2 separate regions of the Mus musculus genome follow, and region 1 is linked to region 2. The links are chromatin contacts, called in public HiChIP or PLAC-seq maps. All regions are on one chromosome and are shown on one strand. The core of a region is the stretch at or near the end of the contact, and the rest is flanking DNA. Distances in the headings are between cores, read along the strand shown. Region 1 overlaps 5430427O19Rik (RIKEN cDNA 5430427O19 gene). Region 2 overlaps Gk (glycerol kinase).

The links. HiChIP or PLAC-seq counts read pairs in DNA pulled down with a chosen protein or histone mark.
Region 1: an H3K27ac HiChIP or PLAC-seq map of heart atrium shows a contact between it and region 2, with 5 times the contacts expected there. The contact joins two enhancer-like sites. A contact is called at or near these places in 4 of 39 promoter capture datasets (the C10 cell line, hippocampal neurons, macrophages and 1 more), 3 of 15 datasets of contacts at CTCF or cohesin (CD8 T cells, embryonic stem cells and pro-B cells), 24 of 484 Hi-C or Micro-C datasets (B cells, CD8 T cells, the G1E-ER4 cell line and 14 more), 9 of 115 datasets of contacts at active chromatin or transcription factors (the 230-238 cell line, CD8 T cells, DN3 thymocytes and 5 more) and 2 of 9 other capture datasets (adipose tissue and liver).

Annotation. Positions count from the first base shown.
Region 1 is chrX:85,885,298-85,892,191 of GRCm38.p6, reverse strand. 5430427O19Rik (RIKEN cDNA 5430427O19 gene) reads right to left here. Exons shown (of 2, transcript NM_001163539.1): 2 at 693-4,363. The coding sequence starts at 4,362. The coding sequence ends at 3,466. Among named protein-coding and RNA genes, the nearest start is that of 5430427O19Rik, 18 kb to the right of the region's middle. Within about 2 kb of position 5,326, at least 9 of the 459 cell types and tissues checked have an H3K27ac peak or open chromatin away from gene starts, as enhancers often do. A contact at or near this core is called in heart atrium, where this site is marked.
Region 2 is chrX:85,726,094-85,733,656 of GRCm38.p6, reverse strand. It overlaps Gk (glycerol kinase), which reads left to right. Exons shown (of 21, transcript NM_001294140.1): 12 at 2,732-2,774; 13 at 3,375-3,455. Among named protein-coding and RNA genes, the nearest start is that of Gk, 47 kb to the left of the region's middle. Within about 2 kb of position 2,401, at least 3 of the 459 cell types and tissues checked have an H3K27ac peak or open chromatin away from gene starts, as enhancers often do. A contact at or near this core is called in heart atrium, where this site is marked.

The DNA.
Region 1 (6,894 bases), core at 4,077-6,576, 160 kb before region 2:
GTTTTCTCCTATAATTTTGTTGAAGATATTTGCTGGCCCTTTAAGTTGAAAATCTTCATTCTCATCTACTCCTATTATCCATAGGTTTGGTCTTTCATTGTGTCCTGGATTTCCTGGAAGTTTTGAGTTAGGATCTTTTTGCATTTTGCATTTTCTTTGATTGTGCTCATGTTCTCAATCTTCTGCACCTGAGATTCTCTCTTTCATCTCTTGTATTCTGTTGCTGATGCTTGCATCTATGGTTCCAGATTTCTTTCCTAGGTTTTCTATCTCCACTGTTGCCTCACTTTGGGTTTTCTTTATCGTGTTTGCTTCCCTTTTTAGGTCTAGTATGTTTTTTTTTTTTTCATTTCCATCACCTGTTTGGATGTGTTTTCCTGTTTTTCTTTAAGGACTTCTACCTGTTTGGTTGTGTTTTCCTGTTTTTCTTTAAGGACTTGTAACTCTTTAGCAGTGTTCTCCTGTATTTCTTTAAGTGAGTTTTTAAAGTCCTTCTTGATGTCCTCTACCATCATCATGAGATATGCTTTTACATCTGGGTCTAGGTTTTCAGGTGTGTTGGGGTGCCCAGGACTGGGTGAGGTGGGAGTGCTGTGTTCTGATGATAGTGAGTGGTCTTGGTTTCTGTTAGTAAGATTCTTATATTTGCCTTTTGTCATCTGGTAATCTCTGGAGTCAGTTGTTATAGTTGTCTCTGGTTAGAGCTTGTTCCTCAGGTGATTCTGTTACGCTCTATCAGCAGACCTGGGGGACTAGCTCTCTTCTGAGTTTCAGTGGTCAGAGCACTCACTGCATGCAAGCTCTCCTCTTGCAGGAAAGGTTCACAGATATCTGGCAATCAGATCTGCCTCCTGGCAGAAGATGAGAACCTGAAACAGGGTCTGTCCCGGAAGCTGTTAGCTTCTGTAGTCCATACTCTCACCTGTGCAGATAGTCTCAGAGGGATCTGGGAACTAAGATGGCTCGATTAATTTCTTATTGCCATAACAAACACCACACAGAAGCAACTTAAGGAAAGAATTTTCTCTGCCTCACAATTTTAGGAAATATTAGTCTTTCATAGAGTGACACACTCTCCCCTGTGCAGACTAGTCTTGGTAGAATCAATGAACCCAATAAAATTTTTTAAAAAGAAAAAAAGGAAGACTGAATTTCTGAATCTAAACTGTTGTAGTCCCATTGTGGCAGAAAATTTTACTAAAGCCATTTCAGATTTCTGCAGTGCTTTTATTTATTTATTTATGTACAGTTATAGAACCTCACATAATTTCAAGAATGATAGTAGAAAATTTGGCTGGGTGTGGATGTAATGGACTTTGGGTCATTAGTTGTGGGACTATGAGAGGCAGCCTGGTTTCTGGTTGAGCTAGGTTTAAAACCCCGGTAACCCAGCAGGTGACCTTAGCCTGCACTGGAATGGTAGGCCTTTTTCCATGCTCCTAGACACCAGGCTCCTGACCAGAGGCTGCAGCTATTCACTCCACTCCACTCCACTCCACTCCACTCCACTCCATAGACCTGTGGCCATCAGTCAAGGTATGCACCTTGCACTTAGACGCTTGAGAACAGACGCCTACTCACTTGTTTCAATTTGGAACTATTTTGAAGATTCACCCTAACTCTTTCTGGTAACATCTGGATTTGCTTCCCTCATTCCATCACAGAGGGAACCTATTCCCCATAAGGATAAAAATGCTCCCCAATGTCCTTTCGAAAGTCTGCTTCCTGGAAAACCTAAATCAAGTTTGGGCAAGACACTGTCATTGAACAGAGTTGGCAAACATCACTGTAAACAGCCAGATGGTAAAAAGAAATATTAAGCTTTGTTGTGTCATATGTTCTCCGTCATGTCTGTTCGACCATTCTTATGTAAAAGCAACTACAAACTATATAAAATATAAACAAACAAATAAAATTTAGTAGGCAGCATGGAATATGTTATAGAACTTGCCTGTCATGAATAAGGCCTTGAATTCCATCACCAGCACTGCCAATAAATAAATAAATAAATAAATAAACAAATAAAGTCTAGTTTATATACACTGAATTTCAATTTTAAATTTCATATAATTTTCATATGCTCTAAAGTATTTTTAACTTAAGCTTTTGGGCTTTTAAAATATATTAAAATTAAAAATAATAAAACATGCCAAGTGTGATATAATGGCACATGCCCTTAATCCTCCTAGCATGTGGGAAGCACAGGCAGACAAATCTCTGTGTGTTAGACACCAGCCTGGTCTACATAGGGAGTTCCAGACAGCTGGAGCTATACAATAAAGAGGCCCTCCCTCAAGAAAAAGAAAAGGAAAAAAGGAAAAGAAAGGGAAAAAAGAAAAGAGAAAAGGAAAACCTATCCTTAGCTCACGAGAGTCCAAAGCTATCATAAAGTTAGATTTGACCAAAGGCTCATAGTTTTCTAAGTCCTGAGCTGAATAAAAGATCAAGACAGTAATACACATGTAAAGCTACTGTTTTAGTAAACAAATATACAGAAATTGAAATTATGGAGTCCTTGGTCTTGTATAGAACAATCAGAAGACCCTTTTCTGGCTCCAGGTCAGAAGAACACATGAAAAAGGGAAATGGGGGGCAAAGTATTCATAATCCTTTTGAACCTCATAGCACCATGAAAATCACACTCAGTGAAATAAAATGCTTCAATGTTCACAATAGGAGGTTTTCCGTTGAAACACTGCTATCTCTATCACTAAATAGAATTAGGAGATTTAAGTCATAGTCTTGTGGCTGAACCTTTTCATTTCAAATAAAAACACATCCAGATTTGATGATACATACCTATAATACCAGCACTTGTGGGATAGAAGCAAGAGAATAAGGAATTCAAGATCATCGGCTATGTAAGGATTGTAAAACCAGCCTGAGCTAATAGAGCCTTGTTGCAAAAAAAAAAAATGTTTAAACAACTGAGATTTGTTTGTCATTCATTTAATATTTATAAAGAGTATATCTACATGACTTACTGATATAGCACAGAGGAAAAGAAATACAAGCTTATACTTGGAAAAATGTCAGTCCACCTGAATTTAACAACCATCTTGTAGTCCATTTCTTTCCAGAAGAAACAACCTAGATAAATGTATCTAAATAGGAAACAGGTGTTTAATTCCCAATTCTCAAATCCATCGACTTTCTAGTTTGCCATAGTGTTTCCTTTTGTTCCTGATTTGGCTTAACTTCCAGTTTCAGAACTCCTAAAATTGAATCACAGTACCTTCCTTCTCTCTGTGATCATTTTTAATTTTGCTCTGATTCTGTATAAACTTGTCCTTGAAACCATTCTTTTGGTTCCTCTTCCTGTTCCTTTCCATATGTGATTTCTCAAAGTGTCCTTTACTAGTTGTTAATTCCCTTCCAGAATTCCCTCCATCACATCCTCTGATCAAATTAATACAATAGTGCCTTGGGATTCATAGGAATAAGGGGAATTGACAGGAGCCTTCTCTATGGAGTTATATTGCTATACTGAGAAATATGAAGACTAGGGGTGCTGATCTCAGATGATACCAACTGCAACAGGTGGCTAATAACTATGTCCTTGACTTTTGAAGTGTCCAGGTTCTTCTCTTTAGACACTTGAAGACTAATTTGATCTACATTCGTCATGATGAATTCTGATGCCAGAATCTGGGTAGGAGAACTGTCATGAAACACAGTGTCCATAATATATTGCTTATACAATTCCACCACCTTCTGCTCCAGGTACTCATTGAGCACTGCATTTGAAATAGGCTTCTGCATTTGCAGGCTGCTTTTCTCTTTGATGCTGGTTATCCTCCAGTAGGATGAGTACCGCTGGATAGGTTTGAGGGGAAGTTCAGTGAGCTGAGTGGAAGTGGAATCCTCCATGGACAAAGAAATCTCAGATGACTTTAGCAAAGGACCATCTTCAAAGCTGCTCTCAGAGGGGAAATTTGCCATTACTGAGTTAATGGCCATCACCTGTCCCCCTGCAATATGTAAGTCGTTGTAATTTTTGCAAATACTTTTACAAGAAGGTGGAACCAAGTAGGTCTCCCTGATCACATCTCTGCATATACCAACTGCAGCTAAAGTTGGACTTTCAAATACAGGGTTGCTGTTTGCCTGCAGCACTGTTCTGCTCTGGCTTCTGCTGTGCTGACTCGCCCTTGCATGCACTGATGAAATAAACTTCCCAGAGGATTTGCAGCTCACATAAAGACTTTGAACTTGTGTTTCATCCACAGAGGAATATGAAAGAGCAGCAACAGAACTTGTCTCTTTGCCTTGGTCCCCAGCCACCGGTTCATTATAAGATGCACAATTCCAATGAATGTCATTCCAGTAGGTAAGTCCACTGAGATATCCTTCTGATAGCATTCTGAAAAGAGAATTCATGAGAAATAGTGGGAGGAAAGAAGGCTAGAAAAAATTAATTTACAGTTGCTATATGAAAAATGAAAGATAAATTAATTCATTCACTCACTATATACTTAATGTATACCACACCTATGTTATATGCTAGAGATACAAAGATGAAAGGACCATCCTTCTCTTATGGAAGAAAATAAACTGGATACAAATAATCCCAATATTATAATACTGAGGATTATAACAGTGGTAGGCACAAAGGTAGCATAAAGAAAAGGGCATAAAAGAAAGACTCACAAGATGTGGCTTAAGGCATGTGGCAGTGAAGCGAAAGCATAAAGGGTAAACAGAAGTTGGGGCTACTGACTTAAAATTATAAGAAGACGCTGTGGCATGGACTATTCACTACAAAATAAAAGCTGAGAAGAAATGGGGCTGGTACAATAGCATGGAATATGACTACAAAGGGCTGTAAGAATTGGACAAGAGAATTATGTTGTGCCCGGAGGGGTGCCGGGAGTGGAGACATTGCTAGCTGGAGAGCCACATGGCTAGTATGTTATGAGAAAAGACTGAAGAAATATGTGGCAAATTCTACTGAAACAAGAACTGTAATGTTGCTCAATTTTAAAAATTTCTTTCCTGGGGTCTAGACAGCAATCAGGATATAGGAGGGATTCTAAAAGTGTTTGGTACGTTGATGAAATGATTGATAAGAGTTCTGAAACTAATTTATAAGTGATAAATTATGAAAGACCAATGTTTCCCCCTACCTTTTAAGGCTATGTTGGATTTTTCTTTGTATTCCTCTCACATCACAGAATATATCCTAGAAATGTCTACACTCAACTGACAAGTTTACCTCTACCCTAGTTATTAAAATTCTTTCCTGACAGTAAGACGTCCCACACCTTCCCTCCCCCTTCCACGTCTTTAACAGTTGTCATTGAAGTCTGGGGTGGAGAGAACAAGCCAGAAACCAGCAGCTGCATTTTCTAAAAAAAGGAACACAGTGGCATTCCTGGAATTTGAGCAATGGGCGACAGTGAGGAGAGCTGGTTGTCTTTGATCACAAGGGCTGGGCTACTGAAACAGACCTGTCGATTTGACACTGAAGATGAAAAGTCAAAAGAAGTATCATTGTTAAAGGTACACAACGTTATGGTTTTTAAGTTTCAGCCCTTCTTTTATATGCATGTTTTCCAAGTAACTAGAATGTTCCTTTTAAAAATTGTACAAAGATAATGTATAAGTATCTGTATTTTTTGGAATTATTTCCAAAGTATATTAATCAGATTCACCAGTTGCTTAAATGTAGGCAAAGTTAATATGCAACAGAAAGGTACAAAGCTAAGTTTTCAACTAATCTGTGAATCATGCTTGTATTCTTAGTATAAGGACAAAAAGGAAAATATGATGTCAACCTTAAAGAAATACTTTCAAAGTACAGTTCTAACCTCAATAAAACTAGTTTCCAGATGAAAAGATAAAGTTTAAACACATGAAAGAATAACTAGCCAGCCAACAAAGATGACCATAGAAGCTCTAATAGTGAGAAAGTAACTTCCCTAACCCGTCCCCACCAGGCTGCAGCAAGCCACTCTCCTTACAGGCTCAATATCACTGCGAATCACGGCAAAAGTTCACTGTTGACTTTGGAATTACTATATAAATTTTAGAGAATCTTGGCAGAGATTTGCTGGGACCACGTAGAGAGAGTCTAAAAAACTAATAAAAAACAAAAGTTGACAGTGAGATCCTGTTTCAAAACACACAGGCAAACAGAAACTAAATGTCAAGCATGGAGCTATGCATCCATGATCTTAGGAAGTCGAGGCAGAAGGATCTGGAGCCTATGCCCAATCATGTCTCATATAAATCAAAAGGAAAGAGAGAGGTGAGTGTACTAATAATAAAAGAATGATTTTTGAGATACTATAACTTGAGATTTCGAACTTCATAATCTAACATCAAAAGCATTAAAAGCTTAGGGCGTAATATTTTGGGGTCAGCATTATGAAGTCAGTAGCCAACTGCCCTGTCCAGAAAGGCTCCTGCGATGGACCTGACTAGAGTGTATAGGGAAAAGACAAACACACAGAGAAACACAAATAGAAAAACTGAAGTCAGGTGGATGAGGTTTTCTAATAGAAAAACCACAGCACCCCAGGAGCTCAGCGTGTTTTTTTGTTGTGCTGGCTGGTCTTGTGTCAACTTGACATGCAGGCTAGAGTTAGCTGAATAGAGAGAGACTCCGTTGTGTAAATGTCTCCATAAGATTTGCTTTAAGGAATTTTCTTAATTAGTTATTGATGAGGGAGGGCCCAGTGCATTTTGGGTGGTGCCATCCCTGGAATGGTGGTCCTGGGTTCTACAAGAAAGCAAGGTGAGCAAGCCATGAGGAGCAAGCCAGAAAGCAACATTCCTCCATGGCCTCTGCATTAGCTCCTTCCTCCGGGATCCTTCCTTGTTTGAGTTCCCGTCTTGACTTTCTTCTGTAATGAACAGCAATGCAAACATGTAAGCTGAATAAACCCTTTC
Region 2 (7,563 bases), core at 1,152-3,651:
AAGCATCCACAACATCCCAAAAGAGCCCCAGTAGCTGGAGAGCAAATGTTCCGATCGTGAGCCAATACGGGATATTTCATTCACACCATAAACATTGTGTAAAGCTGTAAATTCCAGGCCAAGACCTTTGTCTGTTTGTTTTTTTCCTTTTCTTCTTTTCTACTTGATAGGTAATGGATAACTTGTGAACATTTATGAGCTGCTGCTTAGGTGTGGCTGGAGTTGTCAGTTAATATGATGACAGTCTTGGGTCAGCGCAAGGAAAATCTAGAGGACAGGAACCTGTGGTATGAGCCATTATGCTCTAATACTACAGACTCCAAGGATGAGGACAGAAAGCGAGGCTACAGGGCTTCACATAGGGCACTGCAGAGAGCCAAGGGAGAATTAGTTGTAAGGTCTAGACCCAGGGACAGACAGAGGGTTAGGATTGCTTGGTGTAAGGAAAACGTCTATGTTTGTGGTACTGTAAAGTTATGTATTATATACACAAGGACATGCGAAGTGAGTTAAGCATAAGTGGTTGTATGTGTTTTGCCCACATGTATGTTTGCACAATACATGTGCTTGGTATACATGGAAGTCAAAGGAGAGCATCCACTAAGCTGGAAGTGGAGTTATAAGTGGTTGTGGGTTCTGGGAATAGAAACCTCATCCTCCAAGAAATCGCAACAAGTACTCTTAACTGCTGAGCTATCTCTCCAGCCCCTGTTGTCAGCTGTGTTGTCACAGGTCTTTAATCCTACCTAGCACTCCAGAGGCAGAGGCAGGAAGGTCTAGTATAGGAGCAAGACCTGTCGGGCAGGAAATCCAAGATTAGGGAGTGTCCTAGGGTTTTGTTGCTGTGAAGAGACACTGTGACCAGGACAACTCTTATGAAAAGAAAACATTTTCCTGGGGCGAGTTTATAGTTTCAGAGTTCCAAAGCCAGCCTAGTCAACATAACAAGTTCCAGGTCAACCAGGTCAATACAATCTAATAAAAAAAAAAGCATAAAATGTGCGTTGAAAATGTATTTCAGTAAACTACAACTCTTCTGTGAAAAGCCCTACATCCATACTCTCAGGCATGGTTTTATTTTCTTCTTGAGTGCCTTTCTTTGTACTTTTAATAAAATCCCAGCTCAGCTTCATTAAAAAAAAGAAAAGCTTGGAGAGATAATAAGTGATGGGGCAGGAAAGAGTACTGTAACTCATGTGCTTTAATTTGTAAATGCATTGCCTGGACTTAGTGTGTTTGACAAGTGTTTCTACAAACGTAAGTATTCAGTAATCCCATACCTCTTGGGTGTGTCACCTGTTCATTTAGCAAGCCAAAAATCCACTGAGAAAGAAATGGAATATTTTGAGATAAACCTTACTCATAATAATGTTATATGAAGAAAACATTTATCAGGGAAAAATGCATTTGGCTTATGTTTCTTGCCCAAGAACAATGTAGCCAATAGGATAACAGTAATAGATTCTTCCATCATCTTTCTGCCAGCATGGAGATGAGGCACTATTAGAATGTCACCAACACACTTAACACCATGGTTGTACAAGGCATAGGAGCAAGACTTGTGGAGCAGGGTTTCTAGGCTCAGGCGGTGCCTTACTTAGAGTTTCTATTGCTGTGGAGAGGCACCAAGACCATACCAACTCTTAATAAAAAAAATATTTAATTGAAGCCGTCTTATAGTTTCAGAGGTTTAGACCGTTATTGTCATGTTGGGAAGCATGGTGGCACACAGGCAGACATGGCACTGGCGAAGGAGCTGAGAATTCTATATCTGGATCTGTAGGCAACAGGAACAGAGAATGAGCCACTGGGCTTGGTTTGAGCTTCTGAAACCTCAAAGCCCACCTCCAGCAACACATTTCCTCTAATAAGGCCACACCTCCTAATAGTGCCACTCCTTGTGACCATGCATTCAAACATATGAGTCTATTGGCCCCGGGGGTTGCGGGGAGTGGGCGATTCCTATTTAAACTACCACAGGCAGAGTTAATTGTGGCTGGAGCAGCCTTGTTATCCCTGCCCACTTTAAAACTGTTTCTCTGTGACCCTTGCTAGTATCAGTTGGAGTTAGTAACTGATCTTCCATACACAAGTCAAAACTATTCATTGTTCAAGTGCTAGGCTTGGGGCTGTGTCCAAAGCTTATGCTGATAAGACTGCCGTGAAATTCAGTTCTTTCATATCAACTGTGCTGAGTTCTGATTTTGATTATCCCACCACTGTTGGCATATATGACCCTGCAGAGAGAATGAGGTCAGTGAGCCTTAAATAGCGTTTCCCTTATATGTCACTTTTGTCTTAGCTTTCGAGCTACCTTTCTGCTATTCCATGTTCTGCCTATCACCCTGCCAGAACCTAGTGGTGTTTCTCAGTCGACAGCTATTATTAGTGACAGAGCTAAGCTAGCCAACTCTATTGGTGAATGGCTATTAGTCATGGTGCTTCTCTAGTCATATTTTATAAACACAGCCTTGGCCGATGACTGACTTTAGTGCTAAATTCTATACCTGCATTTTCCCCACAAATTGCTCTCAGCATTTCCTCCTAGACTTACTTTTTAAATATTCTGAAAGAGGATTTAGTGTGTGATGTTTGTTAGCTTTCAGTACTTTTCAGGAATTGACTTTAGTTGCACTAAGTAAAATGTCAGTTCTGATCATTTGTAGAACTAAGGTTTTGCTATTTGCTTTTGATAAAGTTGTCAAGCTGCTCTTTCTGCCTCTACCTATAGGTATGGAACAGGGTGCTTCTTATTGTGCAACACGGGCCATAAGGTTGGTGTTTCTTTTGAATTCAGATTGATGGAAGTCTTCTTTACATGCTTATATATAATACTTGAATATAATTCATTATTAATTTGCTTTTGGGGCCTTCATCTTTTACTTATTCTTTATCTTGGTTTAACTTGGTTCAGTTGAAAAGATAGAAAAATCATAAAATTTGAGTGATTCTAATAAAAGGCCTTCTATGCTTTTTTAAATTCCGTATGTGTTCTTTTGATCATGTTAATGGAAAATATAGACTTAGTACCATGTCAGATTTTTCATGAAAATCCAGTTTGAAACAAAGAATGACGAGTCTGAGTGTGTTCTTATTACCAATGATTCACTTACTTTTAATCATTATTTTATTGATAGAATTATTATGAATAAACATCTATTTTAGCCAGGCATGGTGGCACATGCCTTTAATCCCAGAATTTGGGAGACAGAGGTGGGCAGATTAATGTGAGTTCAAGGCCAGCTTAGTCTAGTGAGTTCTAGGCTAACCAGTTTAACACAGTAAAACTTTGTGTCAAAAATAGCAACAAAAAAGTCTTTATACTATCCTTTACACTTTTCCACACTAAAAATCTTTGTTTTTCTTTCCTACAGTGTGTATTTTCTGAACATGGCCTCCTGACAACCGTAGCATATAAACTTGGCAGAGACAAACCTGTGTATTATGCGTTGGAAGTAAGTTCTTTTCAATCAGGACATGTTATAACATACATTCAAACAAAGTTCATGAAAATGACCATGCATTCTATGGGGAGAGGTGTTATTTTGAGACAGGATCTTGTATCCTTGGCTGGTCAAGAGCTCTGTATTGTCTTTCAAATTGGCCTTAAACTTATGGCAATTCTTCTCCCTCTGCAATTCCATAAGCAACCACACCTGGAACAATTACCATGGTTTCTAACATCTTTTCTCACACATTTTAATATATAGTACTCAAAAAATAGCCAAGTATTTTGGACTTTGATTGGGTAGAGAGAACCTTGGGTTAAACTAGGGGTCAAGGCTCCCATGAGACAAGATAGTAATCTCCTCCGTTGTGGGTACCAACTGATGTCACCTTGGGTATATTATTTACCTGTCCTATAAACCTAAAATTTTCTATCCTTAATGTCTAATGATGAGATTGTCAGACATTAGTGCTTCTGTCAGCTTAAAAATTTCTGTTAGTGACTAAAACTAAGCCCCAGGGTTCCATAGTGGAATCACTGGGCACAGAAAGGCAGAGCAACTCTTCTTCACTTATGTCTCCATTAGTATTGTGTTATATATGGATGTGGGAAACAAAGAGAGCTGACTTGTCCCATTTATCCTGAGAAGCATCTGTTTCAGATACATTTACAAATTGTAACAGGACCTCATTGGTCTAAAGCTGTAGTACAAGGTAGGTTTGTACAGAGCCATTAAAAGAGTTGGCACAGAGCTCAGTGATAGAGTACTTTGCCTAATATCCTCAAGGCGCTAGCTGAATCCTAGAATCAGGCTCCAGCACCGCAAAAAGAAAGAAAGAAAGAGCAAAATGTTCATGTAGAGTCACAGAAGCAATATTTCTTGTAAAAACAGGCATGTGTCTTGGGGTTGTGTGTATACAGTGAATTCTGGATCTTTTTAAATGGATTGTTTGGATCCATAGCATCTAGGAGGCCTCTATCACTGTGCACCTAATAGTGGAAGGATGGCCTGGTAACTTACTGGGGCTCATTTCTTAGAATGATGATAATTTAGTCAAGGGCTTTGACTGCTAGTCATAATTAAAACATTTTCTCCACTGTTAGGTCTACAGCGTGATAAACATTAGTCCAGTTTCTCTACCCCTTGCTATAAGCATTGCAGTCTCTCTTCCCAAACTGTGCCCCTTACTTCATAGCACTGATGGTTGAGCCTAGGGCCTTGAACCTGCTAGGCAAATGCCCTATGACTAAACTATATCCACAACAATCTCAACTCCTTTTCTTTACACAAAGGCATCTGTATATTAAAGTTATTTTAACACTTCTCAGAAATACCATGAACTCCTTTTCTCCTTTAGTCCCCAATTTGGAGACCACTCAGGATGGCATTGCTCATATAAAAAGAGGGATGTTTTGGGGGGTTACCAGTAATTGTAGCAGCATCTGTAGTACTAGTAATATGCTTTGTTTGACCTTGCATGAGAAACAGAATTTTAGGTATTTTAGATGTGGGGGGAAAGGCCTCTAGGGCAGGGTCACCTACCTTACTTCCAGTGTCACCCAATATGAAAAATTTCTCTTGTCTCCTTTTCAGTAAGAGCCTCCCTTCAAACATGTATTCAAGATAGAAATTCTGAGTCTTTTTTTAAAAATTTGAAACAGGGTCTTGTGTATCTCATGCAGGTCTAAAATGTGCTGTATAGCTAACGATGAATAACTTCTCTCCCTCCTGACTTTCCTTCCTGAATGATGGGATTATAGACATTACCACCACACTTACTTATAAATTGTTTCTTAGTAGCATCCCTAGAAATGGATCTAGGCCATCTGTTATATCTCCAAATACTAGGAGGCAGCTTTCAGTTTGTCTGAATTGTCCTCATCCAGTTTAAACTGCCTGGGTGAACTGGCCTCACTCATATGCTTGGTCATTTTGAACTTTCATTCCAAGTCACCCATCTTTCTAGAGAGAAAAGGATATTCTCCATGTACTCAACAGTGTGATTTGTGTTTCTCTTACCATAAACATTGCTCTGCTATTCTGGCCTGAAAATATATTTAATTTAGTTAAATAACTTCTTTATACTGTTGGTCCTTAGAGCATATGCTAAAATTTTCTTTCTCAAGCCAAGCTTGTTCCATTGTGTATTTGTACAAAACTGCACAGTTCATCTGATCTAGGCCATTACCCCCCCTCCAAGATAATAGTTATACGGGCCATTCTGCTATTATCCAAAGTATTTTTATTTGCCATAATATGCACATGCACACCCCCCAGGAAAGCCAGATTTTTAATACATCAGTAGATAGGATTCCCCCTTTATATCTTTACTGAAATGTTTTGACAGTATCTTAAAAACATTTTAAGAAATCAAAACAAACTAAAAATAGGAATAATATCAGATTGATAGAACTTGGTAAATTTGTACTAATTCTTTTTGTCAGTTTTCAACCCGTATAGTCTTAATGCCTTTACTTTGACAGATTGTTGGTAGGCATAGGAATCAAAACTATTACAGCTTTGCTTTCTGCCCTCTTTAAAAACTAAAACTACAGCTGCCTATCTTTACCCTTCTCGTCCCCATTCCTTTTTTTTGTGTGTTTGTTTTTGATTCTTGAGCTAAGATATCCCTGTATAGCATAGAAAGGCCTCCTGACTCTGCCTGCCAAGGGAAGGACTTGAAGCTGTTAACCTCCACAGCCAGGGTTTTGAGACTTCCTTCATTCTCCTGCTGATTTGAGAGTAGTATGGATTAGATTTTTGTCCAGCTTCTTTTTTTCTTTTTCTTTTTATTATTGGGTATTTATTTCATTAACATTTCCAATGCTATCCCACAAGTCCCCCACACCCTCCCCCACCCACTCTCCCACCCACCCACTCCCACCTCTTCGCCCTGGAGTTCCCCTATACTAAGGCATCTAAAGTCTGCAAGACCAATGGGCCTCTCTTTCCACGGATGGCCGACCAGGCCATCTTCCTATACATATGCAGCTAGAGACATGAGCTCTACAGGTACTGGTTAGTTCATATTGTTGTTCCACCTATAGGGATGCTGATCCCTTTAGCTCCTTCGGTGCTCTCTCTCTCCCTCCTCCATTGGGGGCCCTGTGATCCATCCAATAGCTGACTGTGGGCATCCACTTCTGTGTTTGCTAGGCCCCGGCATAGTCTCACAAGAGACAGCTATATCAGGGTCCTTTCAGCAAAATCTAGCTAGTGTATGCAATGGTGTCAGCGTTTGGAGGCTGATTATGGGATGGATCCCCGGGTATGGCAGTCTCTAGATGGCGCATCCTTTTGTCTCAGCTCCAAACTCTGTCTCTGTAGCTCCCTTCTTGGGTGCCTTGCTCCCAATTCTAAGAAGGGGCAAAGTATCCACACCTTGGTCTTTGTTCTTCCCGAGCTTCATGTGTTTCAAAAAATGTATCTTATGTCTTGGGTATTCTAAGTTTCTGGGCTAATATCCAATTATCAGTGAGTGAGTTAATATCCAATATAATGTGAGTTCTTTTGTGATTGAGTTACCTCACTCAGGATGATGCCCTCCAGGTCCATCCATTTGCCTAGGAATTTCATAAATTCATTTTTTTAATAGCTGAGTAGTACTCCATTGTGTAAATGTACCACATTTTCTGTATCCATTCCTCTGTTGAGGGGCATCTGGGTTCTTTCCAGCTTCTGGCTATTATAAATAAGGCTGCTATGAACATAGTGGAGCATGTGTCCTTCTTACCGGTTAAAACATCTTCTGGATATATGACCAGGAGAGGTATTACAGTAGTACTATGTCCAATTTTCTGAGGAACCACCAGAGTGGCTGTTCAAGCTTGCAATCCCACCAACAATGGAGGAGTGTTCCTCTTTCTCCATATCCTCGCCAGCATCTGCTGTCACCTGAATTTTTGATCTTAGCCATTCTGACTGGTGTGAGGTGGAATCTCAGGGTTGTTTTAATTTGCATTTCCCTGATGATTAAGGATGCTGAACATTTTTTCAGGTGCCTCTCAGCCATTCCGGATTCCTCAGGTGAAAATTCTTTGTTCAGCTCTGAGCCCCATTTTTTTAATGGGGTTATTTGATTTTCTGGAGTCCACCTTCTTGATTTCTTTATATA